Regions from separate parts of the Mus musculus genome. Here region 2 is linked to region 1. The links are chromatin contacts, called in public ChIA-PET maps. All regions are on one chromosome and are shown on one strand. Each heading gives the region's core, a stretch centred on a gene start, on an enhancer-like site or on the middle of the called end of the contact. The rest is flanking DNA. Distances are from core to core; before and after follow the strand shown. Region 1 overlaps Gtf2i (general transcription factor II I). Region 2 overlaps Gtf2ird1 (general transcription factor II I repeat domain-containing 1).

Evidence for each region. ChIA-PET counts read pairs in DNA pulled down with a chosen protein or histone mark.
Region 2: a contact with region 1 is called in an RNA polymerase II ChIA-PET map of memory CD8 T cells, with 2,337 read pairs. The contact joins two enhancer-like sites. A contact is called at or near these places in 1 of 484 Hi-C or Micro-C datasets (embryonic retina), 2 of 115 datasets of contacts at active chromatin or transcription factors (astrocytes and memory CD8 T cells) and 3 of 9 other capture datasets (adipose tissue, liver and pancreatic islet).

What each region holds. Positions count from the first base shown.
Region 1 is chr5:134,280,612-134,285,216 of GRCm38.p6, reverse strand. Gtf2i (general transcription factor II I) reads left to right here. Exons shown (of 34, transcript NM_010365.4): 7 at 1,969-2,023; 8 at 2,387-2,430. Among named protein-coding and RNA genes, the nearest start is that of Gtf2i, 32 kb to the left of the region's middle. Within about 2 kb of position 2,501, at least 41 of the 459 cell types and tissues checked have an H3K27ac peak or open chromatin away from gene starts, as enhancers often do. A contact at or near this core is called in memory CD8 T cells, where this site is marked.
Region 2 is chr5:134,392,543-134,397,147 of GRCm38.p6, reverse strand. It overlaps Gtf2ird1 (general transcription factor II I repeat domain-containing 1), which reads left to right. Exons shown (of 30, transcript NM_001081464.2): 9 at 1,348-1,531. Among named protein-coding and RNA genes, the nearest start is that of Gm46925, 46 kb to the right of the region's middle. Within about 2 kb of position 2,342, at least 107 of the 459 cell types and tissues checked have an H3K27ac peak or open chromatin away from gene starts, as enhancers often do. A contact at or near this core is called in memory CD8 T cells, where this site is marked.

The DNA of each region.
Region 1 (4,605 bases), core at 1,252-3,751:
TGTCCTGGATGTGGGTGTCTAGGAGTGGAGCCCAGCGTGTCAGTGCCAGTCAGATGCTCCACTGCCCGGAACCGCCAGCCCAGTCTATTTTGAGTTTGTACCCCACAGAATGTAGAGGCTTAAATTCGTCTTTGCATCTAGGTCTCCGTGAGAAGCGTGCTCTCTGCGTTGTCTTGGAAACTTTGCTGGAGTCAGCTGACCCTGACTCTATTTCTGTGTTTTCTTCACAGCGATATGAGGGTGGAGACAGCGGTGTCCCTCTTCCCTTCTTGCCAGTGTCCCTTTTGTCGCTTACCTTTTGGTCTGGCTAGGGTAATTACAAATAAGACCAAATACAGCGGCCGTAGTGCACGTCACCTTGAGGTCCATGTTAGGTCCTCTCCACGACCGTCCTCCATGTTAGGTTAGGCGAGCGTTCCTTTGCCTGCTCAGTGGGAAGGCAGCAGTGTGTGGCTCATTTTAAAGATTGGGAGAAAAGCAGGGTTGTGGCACAGGCCTGGACTCCCAGCACTTTCATAGCTGAAGCAGGAAGATGAAAAATGTGAGGCCAGTCCAGGCTACACAAAGAAAACTTTCACATTAAGTCACAGAAGTGGCACAGACAGGCTGCAGGACAGACAGCTCAGCAGGTAAAGGACACGTGTGCTACCAGGCCCGGCGACCCCAGCTCCATCCCTGGGACTAAAGTGGGAGTGTGTGTGGGTAAGGGCAGGGCCTTTGCTGTGAGATGGAAGGCAGAGGCAGGCAAGTCTGGAAGCTGGAAGGACAACTAGTCTTGACTACACAGACCAGCAGAAAAAAAAAATACAAGTGAGTCTGCCTCATTAAGGTGTCCTGAGCCCCTGACAGGTGTGGTGGGTGGTTGCTGGTCCTGGGGTGGGGGATGTTGGTCATAGTTTGTTAGTTGCCATGCTCAAAGAAGAAACAAAAGGAAAGAAATTAGGTTCAGGGGTCTCTCTCCCCTTTATCCTTTCTCTCCTATCTAGTGTTAGGAGTAAAACCATGGGGGCGGGAGGGGGGGGGGAAGGGTGGGAGAAAAAAAGAACCCACAACGAATCAAAGACCAGCTGCAGGGTCTTGCTGCCTGGGTGGCCTGGGCCTTTCGCTATAGACCAGACTCAGGGCAGGCCTCCCGCTCTTCCCCGCTGTGCTCCACACAGGCTGCTTGAGTCCAGGTTGCGATCTAGATGTAACCCAGACACGTTTGCTCATTTTTGTGGTGAGGGACATTTGGGCTGTATAGATTCTTGGCTCTTAAGTAAAGGGCTGTGTAGATTGGTTACAGGTTTAACCTCAACGGCACCCCTCCACAGTGCCGGTGATACAAGCCAGGGGCCTTGCACATGCTAGGCTATGCAAAGGTGAGACAGGGTTTTGCCGTGTAGTCAAGACTGGCCTTGAACTGTCTCAGTATCCTTAATGCCTGGATTCCCTATATACCTCCAGGTCAGGTAAGACAGTTCTTTTAATTGCAGTATAATTCACCAGTTTCAAATGTACCACAGATTGGGCAACTGTTGATTATCTACTTGAGAACATTTCTATCATATCTAACAGAACCCCCACACGAGGCATAGCTACTGACCTTGAATAGGGGTCATATTTACATCCGCTTCTTACCTTATGCCACTCAAATGCTTTATTTCTGTTGCCAGCTTACTGGCAGAAATAAGCTTTTTCTGTGAAATGAAAACTGGATGACTGAGTTCAGGACTGTTTATGCTTGCTCATCCCGAGATGTTTCTTCTCCGGGTCCCCCAACCTCACCCTGAATCCCCCACAAGCCAGGGCATGGTATCATGAGCCCTAGAATCCTGACACTGTGGGATGAGAGAATGTGGAATTGACGGACAGCCAGGGCTACACAGAGAAACCCTGTGTCAAAATCCAAAAACCAGAAAAACAGACAAGCAAACCGACAAGAATACCAACAAATGTCATTGAACCTGAATGCCCTTTGCTTTGTAGGTGGTCGAGTGCTGGCGGCCGAGGCTGAGAGGTCCATGCTGTCTCCTAGTGGAAGGTAAGCCATCGTCCCCCCCATACTGTTGTGACCCTGCCCCAGAGTTACTAAAAGCAGAAGGCTGAGGGCCACATCCAGAAGTGCAGGGTGCAGCACTTGGCTGCAAAAGTGTCAATTTTGGTTTTGTTTTAGAAATATTCTCACTTTGTAATAGCCGAGGCTAGCCTCATTTTGGGACACTTGTGCCCCAGCCTCCTAAGAGCTGGAGGCACAGGCGTGATGGGCACGGGAGTGTGGGCTTCAGCTCTGCAGCTGTGCACAGAGCCCTGGGTAGTCGAGGCTGGATGTCGGGGAAGCTGTTGACAGCTGTGCAGGTGGTTCTCACAGACGCACCCCATGATCCACATTTCTTCCTCCTTTCAGTTGTGGCCCCATCAAAGTGAAAACTGAACCCACAGAAGATTCTGGTATGTACTAGTACTCTTAGAAGCTATTATGAACAAAAAGCATTCTCCTTAGCTGAGAAGGTTACAGTTTGAGTGGTTAGTTATTGAGTCATGTTGTGCTGAGCAGACCTGGCTTCTGACGAGCGAGCTTCCTGCCTCAGCCTCGCTACTGCTCATATTAAAGGCGGGACTATACTCAGTTTCACTTAGGAGGGGCCCCTAAGGGTTTCTTTATAATCAGTTAATTTTGTGCATGTGCCTGTTTGTAAATATATGGTATATTCCTATGTTGGGGTGGGAATGGGGTAGGAGGTTGTGTGCCTGTGCCTGCTCCAAGGCCAGAGGAGGCCATCCACTGTCTTCTACTCTAACTCTTCCTTTGAGGCAGGGTCTCTCAGAATTCAGGCCTCGAGCTTGAAAGCTCACTGATCTGTCTCTTGTTTCTGCTTCCCTCCGAGCTGGGCTGCAGGTAATGGCAGGCTTGGTTCACTTGTGATGGGAATTCTGAGATACAAGCTCTGATGCTCAGGATTGTGGGGCAGATGGTTAACCACTGAGCTAGCTCTCTCAAGCTCCCTTGCTGGGGTTGCAGTTGTTGTTTCCTCATGGGGATGATGCTGAACGTTTCTTTCATGAACTTGCCAGTGTGTGTGTGTGTGTGTGTGTGTGTGTGTGTGTGTGTGAGAGAGAGAGAGAGAGAGACAGAGAGGGAGCAGAGTATGCATATGTGGCATGGTGTGCCTGTTGGCATCAGATAACCTCATGTGCTGGTCTGAGCATGTGGCTACTGCAGAAGCTGGGCTGTCTGACCTTCGAGGGCCCAGGAATTCTCTGCCTTCCATCTTGCTGTAGAGAGCTGGTTTACAGACATGCACCACCTTGGCCCGCCTCACTTGGGTCCTGGGAGTTCAGACTGCAGTTCTAGGCTGTGTGGCAAGTGTTTGACCCAGGGAGCCACTTTCCCAGATCCTGTTTTCTCTCTTAACCTGTGCTTACTGTTTTGTTTTTTTTCCATTGTTGAAAGTTCTGCCTATATTTTGGATATAAGTCAGAAATATGGTCTTGCAGATGTTTCTTATGGCCTCTGCTTGGTTTTATATTGTCTTTGAATCTTAAACAAATTTTAGTTTCTGTATTTTCAAGGTTGTGGATTTTTAAAAAAGGTTTTAAAACATTTTTTAAAAAAAATATTTATTTATTTATTTTATGGATATAAGTACTCTGTAGCTGTCTTCAGACACACCAGAAGAGAGCATCAGAACCCATTACAGATGGTTGTGAGCCACCATGTGGTTGCTGGGAATTGAACTCAGGGACCTCTGGAAGAGCAGTCAGTGCTCTTAACCACTGAGCCATGTCTCCAGCTCCCATTTCAAAACGTTTTTTACTCTTTAATTATCATTTTTTTCCTTCCTTTCTCCCTCTCTCCCTCCCTCCTCCCTCCCTCCCTCTCTCCTTCCCTCCCTCCCTCTCTCCCTCTGTCCCTCCCTCCGTCCCTCCCGTGGTGACAGGGTTTCTCCGTATAGTCCTTGCTGTCCTGGAATACATTATGTAGCCCAGGCTGACCTTGGCTTGCCTTTTCTTCTGCAAGTGCTGGGATTAAAGGTGTGCGCTACCTTGTCTGCCTTAATTCATTTAACATTTGTATATTTGAGGTTATAATGTAATTACATCATTTCTTCCTACCTTGTCCCCTGTCTAAACCCTTCCAGATACCCTGCTGTGCTCTCTTTACATTTCATGGCCTCTTTGTTCAACATTGTCTCACACTCACACTTCTGTCTATAAAGTTTAACACTGTTTGTATGGTTTTTTAAAAGATCTATTGATTGATTGATTGTATATGAGTACACTGTAGCTGTCTTCAGACATACCAGAAGAGGGCATCAGATCTCATTACAGATGATTGTGAGCCACCATGTGTTTGCTGGGAGTTGAACTCAGGACCCCTGGAAGAGCACTCGGTGCTCTTAACCACTGAGCCATCTCTCCAGCCTCCAAATAAAGGAATTTTTAAAGTTGGGATGGTGGCCCATGTTTTTGATCCCAAGTACTTGAGAGACTGAAACAGACAGATCTCTGAGTTCCAGGCCAGCTTGGTCTATAGAGAAAGTTCTAGGACAGCTACCACGACACAGTAAAACGGTCTCAAAGGGGGAAAAAAGTTGTATATATTTGTCTCTGTATGTATGTGTG
Region 2 (4,605 bases), core at 1,093-3,592, 110 kb before region 1:
GACAGACAGACACAAGGCTTGGTGTTACACACTTGGAATTCTACTATTTCTAGAGGCTGAGGATTAAGATGTCCAGGCTGCCTGGGCTATAAAAGAAGATACTGTCAGGAAAGCTAAAAGAGGTTGGGATATGGCTCTCTTGTGCTTGCATGAAGCCCTGGGTTCCATCCCCAGCATCATACAAACCAGGCATGGTGGTGCACGCCTGTGATCCCAGCCCTTGGGAGAATCCTGAGTTCAAAGAGAATACCCCCCCTCCCCCCATATCAGAACAAAACGTTTCTTGAGGCTGCCCCTGCATGGCCAGGAGTGCGCATGAACTCCACAGAGCGATTACCCAAACCCTGAAGGCAGGGAGGGTGGCTCCCCAGACAGGAGGTGGGGGTGGGGGAGAAATGACTTGACAGCTGCTGAGATTTCCAGGGTTTAAAGTGACAACGAGCTAAGTGTGACTTCACGGTGTAGAGCTGGCTGCCAACGCTGCCAACAGACAGACCTGGGACATGTCACAAGAAAAACAATGAAGCAGCCTGGACGCTTGTGCCCAGCCCTGACTTGGCCAGTGAGTGGCTGAAGGGCAGCTCTGGGCTACAACACCCAGCCCCGAGGAGACGAGAAAAAGCCCCAAGCAAGGACTAGCATGCCCAAAGAAAGCAAGCAATATTTGGAGCTTGGCGTGATGGTGTGCCTGGTCTGTAAGCCCAACGCCTGAAGGCCGAGCCTGGAGGATTGCTGTGAATTTGATGCCGGTCTGGGATATAGAGCAGGGCCCTGTCTCAATGAGGAACAGGAAGGAAGCAAGATGGCTCAATTGGTACAGGTGCTTGCGGCTAAGCCTCTTGCTCTGGAACCCACATGATGGAAGGAGAGAACCGACTCTTGCAAGTTGTCCTCTGACCTCCACACTCAGGCTGTGGCCCTTAGCCATGACTCCCAATAAATAAATAGTGAACCTTCTAAAGTGTTTGAAAAAGGATGCTGGGCCAGGTTGTGGTGGCACTCAGAAGGCAGTTTGAGGTTAGCCTTGTATATAGAGTGACTTATAGGATAGCCAGGGCTACCCAGAGAAACCCTGTGTGTGTGTATTTGTGTGTGTGTGTGTTTGTGTGTGTGTAGCTGGGGGACACTGTTCTTTAATGCCTACATTTGGGGAGCAAGACAAATCTTTGAGCTTGAGGCTAACCTGGTCTACATAGTGAGTTCTGAGTCAGCCAGGGCTACATAGTGAGACTTTGTCTAAAAACGTTGAAAGAAGCACACGCAGCCAACAGTGTTAGATGGACTGTGGCCAACACCGTATCCACTGTGACTTGTCCCTTGCATTCACCCTTGTTCTTACCCTTCCAGCGGAAGCCCTGGGCCTGGACCACATGGTCCCTGTGCCCTATAGGAAGATTGCCTGTGACCCCGAGGCTGTGGAAATTGTGGGTATTCCAGACAAGATCCCCTTCAAGCGACCCTGTACTTACGGAGTGCCGAAGCTGAAGAGGATTCTGGAGGAGCGACACAGCATTCACTTCATTATCAAGAGGTGTGAATTGGCTCCGTTCTATGAAAGAAAGGCTTCCTAGAATCCCTCAGTGAGGAGCTGGGGGCGTGGCTCAGTGGTAGAGCCCCTGCCTAGAATCCCCCAGTGAGGGGCTGGGGGCATGGCTCAGTGGTAGAGCCCTTGCCTATAATCCCCCAGTGAGGGGCTGGGGGCATGGCTCAGTGGTAGAGCCCCTGACTAGAATCCCCCAGGGAGGGGCTGGGGGCGTGGCTCAGTGGTAGAGCCCCTGACTAGAATCCCCCAGGGAGGGGCTGGGGGCGTGGCTCAGTGGTAGAGCCCCTGCCTAGAATCCCTCAGGGAGGGGCTGGGGGTGTGGCTCAGTGGTAGAGCCCCTGCCTAGAATCCCCCAGGGAGGGGCTGGGGGTGTGGCTCAGTGGTAGAGCCCCTGCCTAGAGTCCCCCAGGGAGGGGCTGGGGGCGTGGCTCAGTGGTAGAGCCCCTGCCTAGAATCCTCCAGTGAGGGGCTGGGGGCGTGGCTCAGTGGTAGAGCCCCTGCCTAACATGTATGAAGGACTGGATTTTTCATCCTCAGAACCACAAAAGCAAAAAAGAGGAGCAGATGATTCTAGAGCTTTGGGACCCTAAGTCAGTGAAGTGTGCCTTCCAGCCTGGGCACCCTATGAGGACATTTGGCTTTTTTCCCCTGCGGAAAATGATATGAAACCCCTCCTAGTCGGACTGTACCTCCCCCCAACTCCTTACTTCCTAAAGAATGGTCGCCTTGTTAAGTCTGCAGCCGCTGGGTCAGTGGGTGGGGCTGAGAGGGGAAGCAGGGCCCCCGACAGGAAGCTAGTTCCCGCCCCCACGCCAGCATTGCTCTCCGACTGCTTCAGGCCTTTTGGTATCCAGATGTGTGTGTGAGCTCCCAGAGCTCCGGGAAGAGCAAGGAACCCTTGGTCTCTCAGAGGAAGAACAGGAAGCCACGTTCATGCCCTGAGCTTAATTCAGACACCCAACTTAGTCTACCCTTACTGGCTTGTTTGTTTGTTTCATTTTATTTTAATTTGTTTGTTTGTTTGTTTGGAGAGAAGGTTTCCCTGTGTAGTTCTGGCTGGAACTTAATACGTAGACCAGGCTGGCCTCAAACTTATCAGACCCGCCTGCCTTTGCCTCCCTTGTGCTGGGATCAAAGGCTCGCAACACCACTGCTGGCTGTTTTAGTTTGGGGGTCCTTTGTTTTGTTTTCTGGGTTGTTGTTTGTTTGTTTTTGTTTTTGTTTTGTTTTTAAGACATGCATGGTCTGTGTACTGTGTAGCCCAGGATGACCTTGAATTTCTGAGTCTTCTTTTTCCACCGGGATTACAGGTCTGCATTTCTGTGCTCTACATTCTCCATGGCTTCCTAAGTTATGTCAGACGGGTTGGCTAAAATAGTTGGTTTTGTGACGTTTCCACACATTCAGATCAGGCACTCTGATCCTAGTGTCTGAGTGTCTGTCTGTCTGTCTGTCTGTCTGTCTGTCTCTCTCTCTCTCTCTCTCTCTCACACACACACACACACACACACACACACACACACCATTTATACACTCATCCCCCTGTCCCAGTTTCATCCTGTCACCCCTGTGATAAACACAACGACTGAAGGGAAGCAACTTTGGGGCAGGGAAAAGGTTTATTTCCACTTCTGGGTCCCAGTCCCTCCTTGAGGAAAGCTGGCAGGAACTCTGCAGATATCTTGGAGGAATGCTGCTCACTAACTCACTCTCTGCCTCAGCCCTTGCTAGTGCTGGGCTTTCTTACACAGCCCAGGACCACGCCCATTGAGGGCACCACCCACAGTGGGCTGAGCATCCGTTTACAGGATTCCTCACAGACACGTCCATAGGCCAGTCTCCTGTGGGCAGTTCGCTCCTCAGAGGGCCCCACTTTGTTGTTAAGCCCTGTGGTGGTAGCAGCACACACAGCCTCCCAAATGCTGGGATTACAGGTGGGTGGGTACCTCCATGCCTGTCCTTCTTGGCCTCGGCTTTAGAGGTTTTGGACCTTAAGCCATCCCAGGGCCTCTTCCCCTGCAGTCGGTCCATCAGTGACCTGACCTTTCACAGGGTCCAAGGTGTCTGTGGCTCCCATGAGGTAGAAGCCTGCATGGATGAGCAAGCATATCACTACAAGGGCCTGCCCTTGCTTGGGGCTTCTACCTTCTGAGGCTGCCCCTGAAGGGGTCCTCAGGTCAGCTTCCGTGACTGTGATCTGTCCAGTGGCTCCGAGTTGCTTCTTGCTGAGCCTGGCCCTTAGAAACATGGGTATATAACAGGGGCTTCATGAGCAGGTAAGGGATGGTGGTGTGGTTCAGTGGTCAGAGCACCTGCCTGGCATCCACAAAGCCCTGGATTCCATCCCCAGCACTCAGAATCCAGGCATAGTGTAAACAGGCCTGTAATCCCAGCACGGGAGGGGGATCAGGAATCCAAGGTCATCCTGGGCTCCAAAGGGAGTTCAAGGTCAGCCTGGGCTCCATGAGACCCTGCCTCACAAAAAGCAAAACAGAACAACAGAAAGCCTGTACAGGTCTTTTGTGGCTGGAGTAGTAGCAGGACAGGAGCTTGAGTTGTCCCACTGCTTCAAAATAGCGTTTCGAGCTTCCCCTTGTTGGCATAATGACCAGATAGGTCATGAGCTGTGCCATCCCTGGCTAAGCAGAAACTTTAATACCGAGATTTCAGAGTCCCTCTGTAATAGTTATATTTCCTTGTTGCTATGACAGAGCCCTCGACAAAAGCTACTTACGGAGGAAAAGCTTACTTAGGCTCACAGTTTGCAGGTCCACCGTGGCGGGAAGGTGGGCAGGGGGAACGTGGGGTGGCAGGTCACTCACCATGTATTCCCAGCCAGAAAGTGTAGGGCTGAACACTGACCCGCAGCTGTCTGTTTTTCTTTCGATTCAGTCCAGGATTCCAGCCCATCGGATGTGCCACCCACATTTAGGGTAGATATTCCCTCCTCAGTCAACCTAATCTAGAGACCCTTCATGGACTTGTCCAGAGGTTTGTTTCAGTGGCCATTCTGAGTCACATCAGTTTAGCAAGATGAACGGTCACTCCCCAGCTCTTGCCCG